Linked DNA regions of Mus musculus: regions 2 and 3 are each linked to region 1. The links are chromatin contacts, called in public ChIA-PET and HiChIP or PLAC-seq maps. All regions are on one chromosome and are shown on one strand. The core of a region is the stretch at or near the end of the contact, and the rest is flanking DNA. Distances in the headings are between cores, read along the strand shown.

What was found. ChIA-PET counts read pairs in DNA pulled down with a chosen protein or histone mark. HiChIP or PLAC-seq counts read pairs in DNA pulled down with a chosen protein or histone mark.
Region 2: a contact with region 1 is called in an RNA polymerase II ChIA-PET map of memory CD8 T cells, with 41 read pairs. The contact joins the promoter of Evi5 here to the enhancer-like site in region 1. A contact is called at or near these places in 1 of 484 Hi-C or Micro-C datasets (the G1E-ER4 cell line), 3 of 115 datasets of contacts at active chromatin or transcription factors (embryonic stem cells, memory CD8 T cells and microglia) and 3 of 9 other capture datasets (adipose tissue, liver and pancreatic islet).
Region 3: a contact with region 1 is called in an H3K4me3 HiChIP or PLAC-seq map of the SCID.adh cell line, with 34 read pairs. The contact joins the promoter of Mtf2 here to the enhancer-like site in region 1. A contact is called at or near these places in 5 of 115 datasets of contacts at active chromatin or transcription factors (the SCID.adh cell line, VIP interneurons, embryonic stem cells and 1 more) and 3 of 9 other capture datasets (adipose tissue, liver and pancreatic islet).

What each region holds. Positions count from the first base shown.
Region 1 is chr5:107,958,869-107,963,483 of GRCm38.p6, forward strand. All of the region lies in intron 1 of Dipk1a (divergent protein kinase domain 1A), which reads right to left. Among named protein-coding and RNA genes, the nearest start is that of Dipk1a, 26 kb to the right of the region's middle. Within about 2 kb of position 2,248, at least 156 of the 459 cell types and tissues checked have an H3K27ac peak or open chromatin away from gene starts, as enhancers often do. A contact at or near this core is called in the G1E-ER4 cell line, the SCID.adh cell line, adipose tissue and 3 more, where this site is marked.
Region 2 is chr5:107,867,485-107,872,403 of GRCm38.p6, forward strand. It overlaps Evi5 (ecotropic viral integration site 5), which reads right to left and starts at 1,564. Exons shown (of 20, transcript NM_001378824.1): 1 at 1,307-1,564.
Region 3 is chr5:108,063,642-108,068,079 of GRCm38.p6, forward strand. Mtf2 (metal response element binding transcription factor 2) reads left to right here and starts at 2,033. Exons shown (of 15, transcript NM_013827.3): 1 at 2,033-2,324. The coding sequence starts at 2,320.

The sequences.
Region 1 (4,615 bases), core at 998-3,497:
TCCCCCATCGACTCTTTACCTTGTTCTTCATTTCCTGAAGGTCTAAACCTTTGGTTCCAAATCCTTTATTACAGCCAAGCTTTGCAGCATACCTTGTAATGCCAGAATTAAGGTGACAGAATCAGGAGGAATGACACAAGTTCAAGGGCAGCCTAAGCTACATACTGAAACGTGGCTCACTGTGATGCCCATTATTAGGGTTCTACAATACTCTATATATACCCCTGACCTAACAAGTATCTCTCCAAGTGTGTGCTTACTTCCCTTACTGGTCTATAGATTCTTTGAATGAAATATACATTATATACAACAGCCCCCACTTATCCATGTTTTCTTTTAACTGTTTTTACATATTTATTTTTATTCTTTATGCATATGAGTATTTTGCCTTCATGTATACAAATCTAAACTGTGGTACACTTACCCAAAAGAATGTTACTTACTCAGCAACAACAAGAAATAAAATATCTAGACATAGGAGAAACTTGGGGCCTATGAGAAGGCTCAGTGTGTAAAGGCACTTGTGACCAAGCTTGGCCACTAGAGTTCAAGTCCTAAAACCTACATGGTGGAAGGAAAGAACTCCCAGATGTCAGTCTCTGACCACCATATGTGTACTGTGGTATGACTGCTGCACACATACATAGAATAAATAAATATTAAAAAATTTAAGACATGAAGGGATCTTAAGTCATATTACTCTGACTGGGGGCAGGGTGGACTGGTGGCAGAGTGATTATCTATCTTTCATGAGGACCTCAGCACAGGGAAAAAATAATTTAATGCATATTATTATGTAAAAAGCCAACCTGAACAGGCGGGCTACATACTGTGCTAGTCTAACAGCAGGATATCTAGAACAGCAGAAATGTGGAGGCGATAAAGAGATAGCCAGACAACGTGGGTGAGCGGAAGGAGATAAGTGGCCTGATGTCAATGCAGGCTGACTGACCTGATGGACTGTAACCACTACTGTGCTGCATGCTGACAGTGAGAAAGACTGAATCTGTGGGGATACAGAGTAACAGACCCTGCAGTTTACTCGGTTCTATTAAATCTTAAACTGCTGCCAAAAAAAAAAAAAATTTTTTTAATTTAGAGGTAAGGGCTGGAGAGATGGCCCAGCTTTAAAAGCCTTAACTGCTCTTTCAGAGGCCTAGGTTCAATTCCCAGCACCTCTGTCAGACAGCCCACAATTTTCTATAACGCCTGCCAGTCTCACAGATCCAGCACTCCTCTGGCCTCCATCACCACCTGTACGTGTGTAGGGGACACACACACACAAATACAGATCTTTCTCAAAAAATTAAAAGCGCAGGAGAGATGGCTTGGAGCTAAAGAGCACTGGCTGCTCTTGAAAAAGGACTTTGTAAAAATTCTGTCCCAGCACCACTATGTGGCTCACAACCATCTATGACCCCAGCTATAGGGATCCAACACCCTTTTCTGGCCTCCATGGTTAATGCAGACACACATAGATTCAGGCAAAACACTTCTATGCACAAAATAAAAATAAATAAATCTTTAAAGACATACAGCTCAGCAAGCCAAAAAAAGACAAAAAACAAAACCAAAAAAAAGGAGAAAATAATAAAGACAGAAACGAATAACACAGAAAACAACCTAAAATATCCAGGTACGGCGACACATTTCTGTAATCCCAAAAATCCCAAAAATTGTAGGGCCAGAAGGATTAGGAATTCTAGGCCATCCGTGGCCAGATAGTAAGCTGGAATCCAATTTAGGATAGGGAAGGGACCAAAATTAAAGATGGACAAAAACCTATGCTTTGTTCCTTTAAAAATTCCAAGAACAAATGGAAAGTATGAGTAATTTCTTTACCTAAGAACTCTGGAGACAAGCATGGTCAATGTATTAGTTACCTTTCTGTTGGTGTGATAAAACACCATGATCAAAGCAATTGATAGAAGTTTATTTGGGCTTATGGCTCCACAGGGATATGAGTCACCACGGTGGGGAGACATGGCAGCAGGCGGCGGGCAAGGGGGCAGGAGCAGGAAGCTGACGGAGCACATCTCGACTACAAGCAAGAAACAGAAAGTGGACTAGAACAGAGCAACACTACACACTCTCAAAGGCGGTGCCAGTGACAAACTTCCTGCAGCAAGGGGGCACTTCTTAAACTTCCCTAGACAGCATCCCAGCTAGGGATGGGGACTATGTGATCCAATGCCTGAGCCTAGTCAGCAATATACAAAGCTATAGCAAAGCCACGTGCTGTTAGGACTGAAAACTGCCCGCGGAGCGGAGCCTGGCGGTGTGGAGATAACCTCAGCATAACCCCAGCGTGCTTAAGCAGAATGCGGTGAAGTAGAACCAACTTTCAAATGGAAAAGGTCCTGGGGAGGGTAGCAATAATGTTGATATTATACACCTTCAGAAGCTACATCTTACTCACTTTTACCTTTTCACAGCAACTTACACTTAGATGCTTACAATGTTTGCTTAATTAACTTTAGATGTTTGACAATAATGAGAATAAAAAAGTTGTAAGATTCCTAAATAAATGAATGAATGAACATAGCCTGGTAAAACTGTTATTTTAGATGTGAGTGTGGAAGCTTTGAAAGGAACTCGAGGACAGAGAAACTAGTGAGGGAGCTATTGCAGCAACACAGACTGTAGGATGTGGCAATGCGCTGTAGGCAAAGTTTTAGTTTGTATAAGTGCATATGCATAGTTCAAACGCATTTCAGCGTGAGATTTCTCAGCCCTTCTTTCCACCTCAGCTCCCCTCCCCCTCAGAGTGTCTTGAGACACAGGTAGTTATGGAACAAATAAGCACCCTGCGTTCCTCTTCTTTTCCACCAAACCATTCGCCACACCACAAAATTAAACAGCCGTCTCTAGGGAAACCCATTTGCCAAGAGAGTTTCTGGCAAAAATAAATTCTGGCTTTCCTCCAGCATGCTATGTGCGGACAACGGCGGCTGTTGGAAATTGATCGCTGGCTGACTGTGGTTCCTTAGCAGTGTCAAGATGAAGGATATCAGGTGCAGACGGCCTCATGCCCAAAGACTTCTGACAACGAACTTGCCCTGCCTAACTTCTCACACTCAGCACTAATGAGGATTATTTACTGAAGAGAGGGCATAACTCTGTCCTGTTCCTGTATGCTACTGGCAAGCAAACTAAAGCAGAAAGCCCAGGTCATTTACCCCCAATCACACAGATGCCTGGTGTCAGCTCAGTAACTGCTAAACCTGTCTACCAAGCAGTACTGCCTGCCAAATGGTGAAGCAGAGAGATCAGCTAGCACACCAAGTACACTTGTCCCATCCATGGCAAGACCACGATGAGGAGACGAGCCAATAGCATGGGGCACTGTGGCTCCGTGACAGAAAACAAGGGCTGGACCTATAATATCTCTCTACTGTCAAACTCAAGTCTGCCATCAGAAGACTCAAGGTACTGAAAGACCAGTAAAAGTGCTTCCATCTGAGACTTGCCTAGCCTGCAATGGATGGGTTAATTTATGTAGCCAAAAAGAAAATAATGTTCACGTCTTTAATAAACACTTTTCATCTTAGTTATCTCAAAGGCTTGAACCATAGACTCTTCCCTATTCCGTATAACCTTTGTAAGACCTTGTATGGCCAGTTTTTGTTTGGCTTTGGGTTTTGTTTCAGACAGAATTTCACTCAAGCTAGCCTGGGATTCACTCTGTTGCCCTGGCTGAATGTGAACTGTGGCAACTCTGTCTCAGCTTTTTCAGTGCTGGAATTACAGGTATGAAACAACATGCCTGGCTCATGCTAGTCTTATTTTACCTAGTGGTGGTGATGGCAGTTGTGTATGTGTATGTGTGCGCATAATGTGTGTGCTGGGACATGCATGCCACAGGCACAGGAAGGTCCGGGGAGGACAATCTTGTGGAGCTGCTTATCTTCTTCCACCTTTACATTGGTCCTGGGGATTAAGCTTGAGGTTGCTGGTGTGGCTTAGCAAGTGCCTTTACCTGCTCATCCATCTCAGTTGACCCTCATAATAGCTTTCAAACAGATTGTGTGTTAGGATTATGAGTTCACAGCCTTCCTAGGCTATATAGTAGGACTGTATCTGAAAATACTCGAATAAATAAATAATTATGTACTTTAAGTTCTAGAGTCACAAAAAAAAAATAGAACTGGTTTAAAATCTACTAAGCAATAGTAGAGAATGCCTTTGATCCCAGCACTCTGGAAACAGAGGCAAGCAGATCTCTGAGTTCAATGCCAGCCTGGTCTATTGAGCAAGTTCCAGGACAGCCAGGGCTACACAAAGAAACCCTGTCTTAAAACAAACAAACAAAAATACAATGACAAAGAAAAATCTTCATTTGTAAACTCTGGGTGATTCTTTTTTTAAAAAAAAATTATTTTATGTGAGTATACTACCTTCAGACACACCAGAAGAGGTCATTGGCTCTCATTACAGATGGTTGTGAGCCACCGTGTGGTTGCTGGGATTTGAACTCAGGACCTTTTGGAAGAGCAGTCAGTGCTCTTAACCGCTGAGCCATCTCTATAGCCCTGGATAACTCTTTAAAACTTGTGGTCTAATAAATTTAAGAGGAGGGACATGGGAATCAAAGCCACTGACTGAGCCGATTATG
Region 2 (4,919 bases), core at 314-2,813, 92 kb before region 1:
TCGAGGCCAGCCTGGTCTACAGAGTGAGTTCCAGGACAGCCAGGGCTACACAGAGAAACCCTGTCTCGAAAAACCAAACAAAAAAAAAGAAAAGTAAAATAACAAAAACCTAAGCATAATTCGTAAAAGAGGCATTTCACAAAAGATTAATACAAAAATGACTAATATTTTTAAACTCATTCACCAGGCAAAATAAAGTCACACACTGATAAAGTACCACCATCCAAATCGCAGCATTTTTTGAAGATGGTAAGCATCGTAAGTATGGAATAACTAGAGTTCTCAACCGTCTTGAGAAGGCCCAACAGAACCTAATGCCAGAAATTTTTAAAAAATAATCAACCAGAAATAGTGGCAATATACTGCAAGGAGGTCGACGGCAGGAGTACGGGGACAGCCTGGGCTACATAGCAAAACTCTGACCCAGAAAGAAAACCAAACAAAAAAAAAACAGCAATTCCACTCCTCCGAGGTATATATCCCAACCTAGTAATTTGTTGGTTTGTGTTGGTTCACTTAAAAATCATTACCTGAAAACTTAAAATTGTGATCTTTCTACTCCAGATAGGCTTGAATAAATTTTCTAAGATTTCCTTGACACAAACTTCTCATAGAAGGTGAGCATTTTCTATCTTACAGGAAGCAAAGTTCTGGAACACTGAGAAATTATTACTAATAAAATTTAAAACACACACACCAAAAAAAAAAAAAAAAAAAAAAACACCGCGCAAAGATTAAAAACTACCAACAGACCATGTTTCTCTAACTTCAGGAAGCTCTGGAATTCATTCTCTCGGCGGAGAAAGGTTTATTATTCTCCAAAGAAAACCGCTTGTTGCTCTTCAAAATCCCCTCCAGCAGAAACGGGACTGCGAGGGAACCGGTCCAGAACTTTTGCTTCGCTCTTTGGTGAAAAGACCTAAGGTCGGAGTCACCAGCGCAGGCGCCACCACCGCAAGCCAACCCACCGGAAACCCGCGGTTAATCTCAGGCTAGCCCCGTTAGGCGATGGGCAACCGGGTGCACAGGAGCTCCGTGCGCCGTCGCTCTGCACACCTGGCTCGCCCATCACCTGCCGGCAGCCGCCGCAGGCCGAATGGAGACGCCAACTTTCCGAGCAGGGCGCGGCGGACCGCCGTGTCCTCGAGGACGGGCCCCGAGGCCGCCCGGGCCAGGCGAGAGCGGGGAACGCAGGCCCCGGCGGGCTCGCGCCGCAAACTCGGCGGCGGCCCGGGTGGGCGGCGCGGCCCTCGGCGGCGCCCGCGCCCTCCCTCGCCGCAGCCCGGCCTGGCGCGGCGCCCCTCACCTTGGAAACCTGGGGTGGACTCCGCCGTCAACATGAACTTCCCATGCAGCCGGCGGCCGTGCCGCCGCCGCCTCCAAGCGCCTCGGCCCGGCTCGGCCTCCGCGGCCGCGTTCCCCGCGTGACCCGGCGCACGCCTCCTGCTCAGGAACCCGGAGCTGCCCGCGACCCTCCACCGTACCGCCGACGACTCGGGAGAACCCCGCGCAGCCCCACGCCCGCCAGCTCCGCCCGGCTCTGGTCGGGCCGCTTCACGAAAGCCCAGGGCGCAGGCGCGGCGAGGGCCTTAAAGAGCCCCGGCCGGCCTCTACGGCATAATGGGTTCGAGCAGGTTAGGGCCCCGGCCGCGCTGGCGAAGCCGAAGCAGAAGCCGAAGGGATTGGACCGAGAGGAACGGAGGCGGGGAGATCCCTCTCGGTCCTCCGCCCCTCTTCCCAAGCGCCCAGCCCTCGGCCATGCAAACTGCTGACTTCCCAGTCTCTCGAGCCGCCCCTGGCCAGTCAGGGAAGCACAAGACACGCCCCCTCGGAGCCCCCCGGGCGAGCATCCGCGCAGGCCTGGGGCGCGCACAGCGACGCGCAGCTTTGCGAGGGCTGCCCGGAGTCTCACTCCCAAAAACATAATATTAATCAAATGGCACTCGCGGTGGTAAAACAGGTCTTCCACTAATCCTCTAGAATAAACCGTGGGTTTTTTCGGAGTCCGGCAGAGGGTGGGCAATTATCCAACACCAACCAAGAAATTCTTAGAAGGAAATTACTTAGTTTGGGACAAAAACAGCCTATTCATTTGGGTCCTGTCAAAGGAATTGCAGGCAACAAAAAAAAAAAATAATAAAGGCAATATAAATCATTTTTGTTATATACTTGAAAGTGACCAAAAGGATAGTAATTACCATCAAGCAGTCAGAAAAGCTCTAAAATTGTTTACTAATATGATACCACTGGCTTTTACATTTAGATTTGTAAGACCTGTCCAGAAAAAGTTCCACTATCACAAGCACTTCTAGAAAAGACTATTTTTCAACAAGATTAGGATAAGAAATGGGAAGTAAAACCATGTCCTCCACCCAGCTTTGAAATTTTCAAAATAGTCTGAGGCAATTTTTTTTTTTTTTGCATAACTTAGGTCGGGTTATTAATGGCAATGTAACAACTTCATTGTACCAGGCAGTCTTGGCGCATGCCTTTGATCCCTGCACTTGAGTGACAGAAGCAAGCAGATCTCAGAGTTCAGGGCCAACCTGGTCTACAGAGTTTCAGGAGAGCCAAGGCAACACCACCCTGACTCAAAAAACAAACAAAAAACTTCATCATAATTTAATGTATCTACCCCATAGCAAAAGAAAAAAAAGTATAATGTACCTTTCCAATTTATCTGCAAATTCTTTGCTTTTATCTGCTAAAGTTTCCTTGAATCTCTCTCATCTCCTTCATCAGCAACCACCTTAGTTAAAATTACCCTGACCTGCAGATAGTGTAAGGACACTGACCTAGCCTATTTTATCCACATCCCCTCCTACCCTTCTCCAAATCTCAAACCACAAGAAGAATTTTTGTTCAAATACTGTACCATGTGACCTTGTTGCTGTTCAGTATCCCATTCTTTTGGGGAAAAAAAAATTACCCTAACCAAGCCCTCCAGGGCCAGGCACCTTGCCTACCTCTCCAGCTCCCCTCTCTGCTCAGACCATGTTCATCCTCTCCTTTCTCCAGCCACAATGACCCTTTCCTCCCTCACAAGAGTTTTTGCAAACTTCTAATACCTGGGAAGTTTTCCTGGCCTCACCTTCTTACCTGGGCCTTAGTCTCTGGGTCTGAGAAATGCCTCTTGAAAACCCGCCTATGTTAGTCCTGTCAATCCCTTTCCAGGACACTGTAATTATAGGACTCTTGGGAATTTTTTAATCTCTCACTAACATCTGGCCCCATAAGGCCGGGAGCTTTGTCGTTTGAGGTTTGAGGAATTCGAGAATCATAGGTGCCTGATTCAAACGATGACGAATGGCACAAAGGTTACTGACATCACAGGTAAATGTCACACTTTGACATTTAGAGTCAGAACCTAAGAAGAGCGCTGGTTATTATTATAATAAAAATAGATTTCAAATTACTTTAGTGTCTGAAGATTCTTTGGGAAATGTCTAATTGCAGAGTGCTCAAACCTCCCCGTTAAGAAGGATAGAGAGAAAGATAGCCACAGATGCTCATTAAGCTATGAACAGTGAAAGAAGGACAGAAAGAAAGCCACGGGTGCTCAAGGAACGAAGAACACTGGAAGAAGGACTGAGAGAAAGATAGCCACGGACGCTCACGGAACGATGAACACTGGTTGTTCCAAACGTGCAAGGTAGGGAAACTAAGAGTGAAGCATTTCCAGAGATGGGAAAGATGATCTTTTTATGTATATTCAAAGGCTTAAAGTAGTATTCTTTTCACTTGAAAGTGTGTGAATGAACTATCAATTTGGAAATAAATGATACCAGGGTATACAGTATATGATTCTATATATGTGGAATTCCAAAGGAGGCAAAACTGAATGTGGTGGAAACAGTCTTGGCAGGGCTGAGAAACAGTTTGTGGTGCTCAGCATGTGACAGTGGAATTATTTTGAAATACATGCTCTCAAAATAATAGAATAGTCCTGAGGAGGCCATTAGCTCTGGCCCTCCAGCATTATCCCTGACTAATGCCTTTCTCTCCCTTGCCCCAAGAGTGTCAGTTTATTTGGTAAAAGAGCTTACACTTTAATGCCCCACTTTAATTGCTAATTCTAGCGCTCACAAGTGCTTGGGCACTGGCGTAAGTGATATTCCACTGTGTGAATTCTACTCTGACACCATCTCTGCTCCTAAGGCTCAAATGCTTACTCTCTAAAGTCTAGATTCTAGTCTATACCCTTCCACGGAAGATTCAGAGGACCTGTGGCAGCGGACAGCAGTGCAAAGGACGCTTTTATTTACAGTCAAGTCAGTTAGCAATTCAAAGTTCTGTGTTCCATCCTGCAGACCCTGAGCATGGAGTTAGGTCACTGCGCAGGCAGGAAGCTCCTCTAAACCTGCCAAAGGTTAAGTCACAGAAAACCATGACGTTGACTGCCAAAGGTGTTCAAGCCAGCCATATGAACCACTTTGGTCCCCAAAAGAAAACACGGGAGGCGCCAGGCAGTGGTGGCGCAAGCCTTTAATCCCAGCACTTGGGAGGCAGAGGCAGGCGGATCTCTGAGTTCGAGGTCAGGTCAGCCAGGGCTACACAGAGAAACCCTGTCTCGAAAAACCAAAAAAAAAAAAAAAAAAAAAAGAAAGAAAGAAAGAAAGAAAAGGAAAGGAAAATAAAGAAAAGAAAGAAACACAGGAGGCATTCTTCAGAGAGGTCAAGTCACCCCAGACATAGAGGCTGAACTCATCAGCCACCTTCACCCTGAGAATTTTACCCTAAACAAGGACACTTATTTCTATTCTAGGATTGCACTGGCTAATTCGAGGGCCACAAAAGCCAATAGCCACATGCTTACATCTCAACAGCTTCAACTTCTCAGTCACACTCACACGTTCCAAGTTCAGTAACAGCACCTGTGGCCAGGAGACCACAGACAGAACATTGCCATCTGTGGGAAG
Region 3 (4,438 bases), core at 783-3,282, 100 kb after region 1:
AGTGTAAAGCAGATTATGTTTCCTTGTATCGAGTTTTAAATTATGGCACCCACCTGATGTATAGTTTGTTTTCAAGATTTATATTTACTTATTTTATGTATATGTATAAGAGAGTCCTTCTCTTCAGACACACCAGAAGAGGGCATCGGATCCCATTACAGTTTATGACCCATTGTGTGGTTGCTGGGAATTGAACTCAGGACCTCTGGAAGAGCAGTCAGTGCTCTTAACCACTGAGCCATCTCTCCAACCTCTTTTAAAAGACTTACCTATTTTTATTTTATGTACTATGCTGTTTTGCCTCTTAGAATTAGAGCTAAAGACACTGTGATCTGTCATGTGGGTGCTGGGAATTGAACACAGGTACTCAAGAGCTCTTAACTACTGTGTGTGTGTGTGTGTGTGTGTGTGTGAGAGAGAGAGAGAGAGAGAGAGAGAGAGACAGAGACAGAGACAGAGTGTGTGTGTGTGTGTGTGTGAGAGAGAGAGAGAGACAGAGACAAGAGAGTGTGTGTGTGTGTGTGTGTGTGTGTGAGAGAGAGAGAGACAGAGACAGAGAGACAGAGACAGAGAGAGAGAGTGTGTGTGTGTGTGTGAGAGAGAGAGAGAGACAGAGACAGAGAGAGTGTGTGTGTGTGAGAGAGACAGAGAGAGTGTGTGTGTGTGAGAGACAGAGAGAGACAGTGTGTGTGTGAGAGAGTCAGATACAGAGACACATGAGAGAGAGAGAGAGACAGAGAGAGAGAGAAAGAGGGAGAGACACAGATTGATATAATGTACTGAATAAAATATACTGTATAATACAAAGCTAGCCATGGTGGCTCAGGCCTTTTAATCCCAGTACTGAGGAGGCAGAGACAGGAAGATCTCTGTGAGCTTGAGGCAAGCCTGGTCTACACAATGAGTTCCAGGACAACCAGAGCTATATAATAGATAGACTCTGTCTTCAAAAAAGAAAAAAAAATGTAGTATAATATGAATATGCCTATTTGCCAGATTTTTCAGAACCTAGGTAAAGGGAACTCTTTTTTGTTTTGTTTTGTTTTGTTTTTCGAGACAGGGTTTCTCTGTATAGCCCTGGCTGTCCTGGAACTCACTCTGTAGACCAGGCTGGCCTTGAATTCAGAAATCTGCCTGCCTCTGCCTCTCAAGTGCTAGGATCAAAGGCGTGCGCCACCACCGCCCAGCTTAAAGGGAACTCTTGAAATATGAGTGAAAGGAATTTAGATCATAAGAGGTATTTCTTCAGAGAGAAAATTCAGTACTGCCTCTGTGACATAATCTGTGATAAAAAGTATATGACTCTGAAAATATTTTCACAAAATAGAAACGTATTACAGGTGTTTCTATAAGTGCTGGGTTGCATTCAAATATAAGTCAAAGATATAAGCATGCATTCCATTTATCAGCTGGGCCTCATATAAAAGCCTGCAATAGTATGAAAGTTGTGTGTTCCTTCAATCAACTGCTTTGCAGGAGGGTATGCTCAAATTTCACTACAATTAGGAAAGGTCACAAAGCAGGTAAACAGGGAAAAAAAAATCTCGTTCATCGTCAGAGGAAAAAAAAGTGAAAATCTCCCATTACAGATTCCAGATAAGTTTGGATTTGGATAGTATTCATTGAACGAAATTTGCCATCCAGGGTCTCCTCCCCACTTAAGGGGATTATAACAGCAGGCCTCTAGGTGAAGGTAAAAGAAAAGTATTTTTTCCAGTTAATAATTTCCTTTCTTCAGAAAGGAAATCACCCCATCAAGATGTACTGAGCAATATCCTATTTCTGAGGGCATTAAAAAAGACCGCACGAAAGACTGGACACGATCTCTCTTTTTAAAAGACCTAGTAAGGCAAGCATCAGCGTCGGGAAGCGCTGCGCTCACTATTGTGTCTGCACCGGCAGCAAGAGGACTTAATTCCACCGCGACGTTAAAGAGTCCCTCTTTGTTCAGCGCTGGTCCGGGACGCAGGGCGCGGTGTTCCTCCGCGCTCGCCGCGCAGGCCCCGCCCCTCTGCGGCTCTGGAGAGCTGCCATTCGGCCCCGGAGTAGCTCCGCGCTCCCAGAATGCACCGCTAGTCCGCGGGAAACCAAAATGGCGAAGGGCTGTTGCGAAGTGGTCTGTGTTTGAGGCCGGTGTGAGCACGCACATTCTCCTTCCTAACCCTCGTCCCCAAGGAACTCGGTGTGTGTGTGCGTGTGCGCAGGGCTCCCGCTGGGGCGGGTGCCCAGGGAGTGCCCGGACTCGCGGGGGAGCGCCCACGGGAACGAGATTGCTTCTATTTTCCTGTATGAAGCGGTTGGCACCACTTAAGTGACCGAATGAGGTGAGAGACCTTGGCCTGGGAACCGACTCTTTGGGAGGAGGTTGGGATGAGGAGAGACGAAAGAAAGGAAGCAAAAGAAAGGGGAAAGATGGAGGCTCCGCTTTGGGCAAGGGAGTCCTGTGTGGGGGTGTTTTTGCATTGATGCATATGTTGAAAGAATGGATCGGGAGGGGTAGTCAGTGAGATGTTGGTAAAAATAGGGACTGGGGGAAGGAGCGGGGCGCCCCGCTCGGGAGTCAGTTGGTGGAATTAGATAAAACGTTGAGACAGGGAAGCTGTGTTTGGAGGGCAGGAAGGAACCTGGGGGCGGGAGACGGTTGGAGGGGCAGGATGAACCTGGTGATGAGGGGGTGGGGAACCGAGGGGAGGAGCCGTCAGAATGCGGGGAGCCTAGTAGAGGGGCTGACTGGCACTTTAAGGGGTGCTAAGGAAAGTAGCAGTTTGGAACCAGAGGGTGCTGGAATTGTGTGGAATTGTGGTAGGGGAATCTAGTGGTGGGCTAGATAGCTAGCGTACGAGGATGAGGAAAATACCCTGGAAAGCAAGCCCTGGAAGCTTAAAGAGAAGAAGTGATAGGTGAATTGATACGGGGAAGAGATAGCTTTTATTTGGAGGCATTTCTTCCGTTCAATTAAAATTTCTTGCCCTGATAATTTGTATTCATCATTACAACTTAGTTACTTACGGCACTAAGGGGTTTAACCAAAATTTTCCAGGATTTCTTAACACATTTCCATAGTGCCAGAACTCTTAACTGTGATTTACAATCTGCAGTCCTTGGTGGTTAATTTTTTCTTTGGCAGAGATGGATTTATTGAGTGGTACGAGAGATTGTGAACAATAGGAAAAGGGGTATGGAATGCTGTTTTATTCTTTAAAACCTTTAACTTTGGTTGAAGATATTACCATGCAACAGTAGTTAGAATTTGAAAACCCAGACAAGCCTGTAATTGACATAGAAAAGTACCTCATGAGATCAAAGTAGAGCTAGAAATATGTTAGTGGTTGGTTGACTCCGTTTTCTCTAGCAGCAAGTACTTTCTCCTTCAAATAGATTCCATGTAATCTTCATAGGAACTTCTGCAGACTGTTTTCAGCCTTTATGTTTTAATTTTTCTTTTGGGAATTTCTTTTTTGGGAGAGAATTGTGGGTAAAAAAACTGATTCTTTTTAGGATGCTGGATAATACTTTAAATGTTTATTTTTTTATTTAATGTATATAAGCACACTATTGCTGTCTTCAGACACATCAGAAGAGGGCATCAGATCCCATTACAGATGGTTGTGAGCCACCATGTGGTTGCTGGGAATTGAACTCAGGACCTCTGGAAGAGCAATCGGCACTCTTAACCACTGAGCCATCTCTCCAGCCCCCTGGACAATGCTTTAAGTGGAGGATTTTTGTTTTTTGTTTTTTTGTTTTTCCTTTTTAAGTTTTGAAGCAGGGTCTCGTTATATAACTCTGGCCAGCCTGGAACTCACTTTGTATTCCAGACTGGCTTGAAAAGACAGATCTGTCTGCACCTGCACACTGAATGCTGATGGAGATCACTACCATGCTCGGCTGTTATTACTTTACTTGAGTTCACATCAGCAACTATCATTGGGTATGCAACTATATTTAAATGTGTACTGTGGAGATTTCTTTTCCTTTTGTTTTCTCCTTTTCTTATTTATTTATTTATTTATTTACTTACTTATTTATTTATTTTTGGAGACAGGGTTTCTCTGTATAGCCCTGGCTGTCCTGGAACTCACTTTGTATAGACCAGGCTGGCCTTGAACTCAGTAATCCACCTGCCTCTGCCTCCCAAGTGCTGGGATTGAAAAATTGCCTGGCGAATTTTTTTTCCTTATTTGTTCAAAAAGTATATATTGGGGACTTTGTGTCATATGTGGTCTTAAATATTAAAAATACCGTTGTTGAACAATAGACATGTTCAGAGCTCATGTAGAGTATGCAGTTTGATTTTTGAGCAATGAGTAATGATAGAATGAACACACAAACACAAACGTGTACATGGGTGCACAGGCATACGTGGCAAGCACCATTTAACACCTTCAAGTTACACAATTGATATTTGATGGTAGTAATGATGAAAGTACAAAATAGA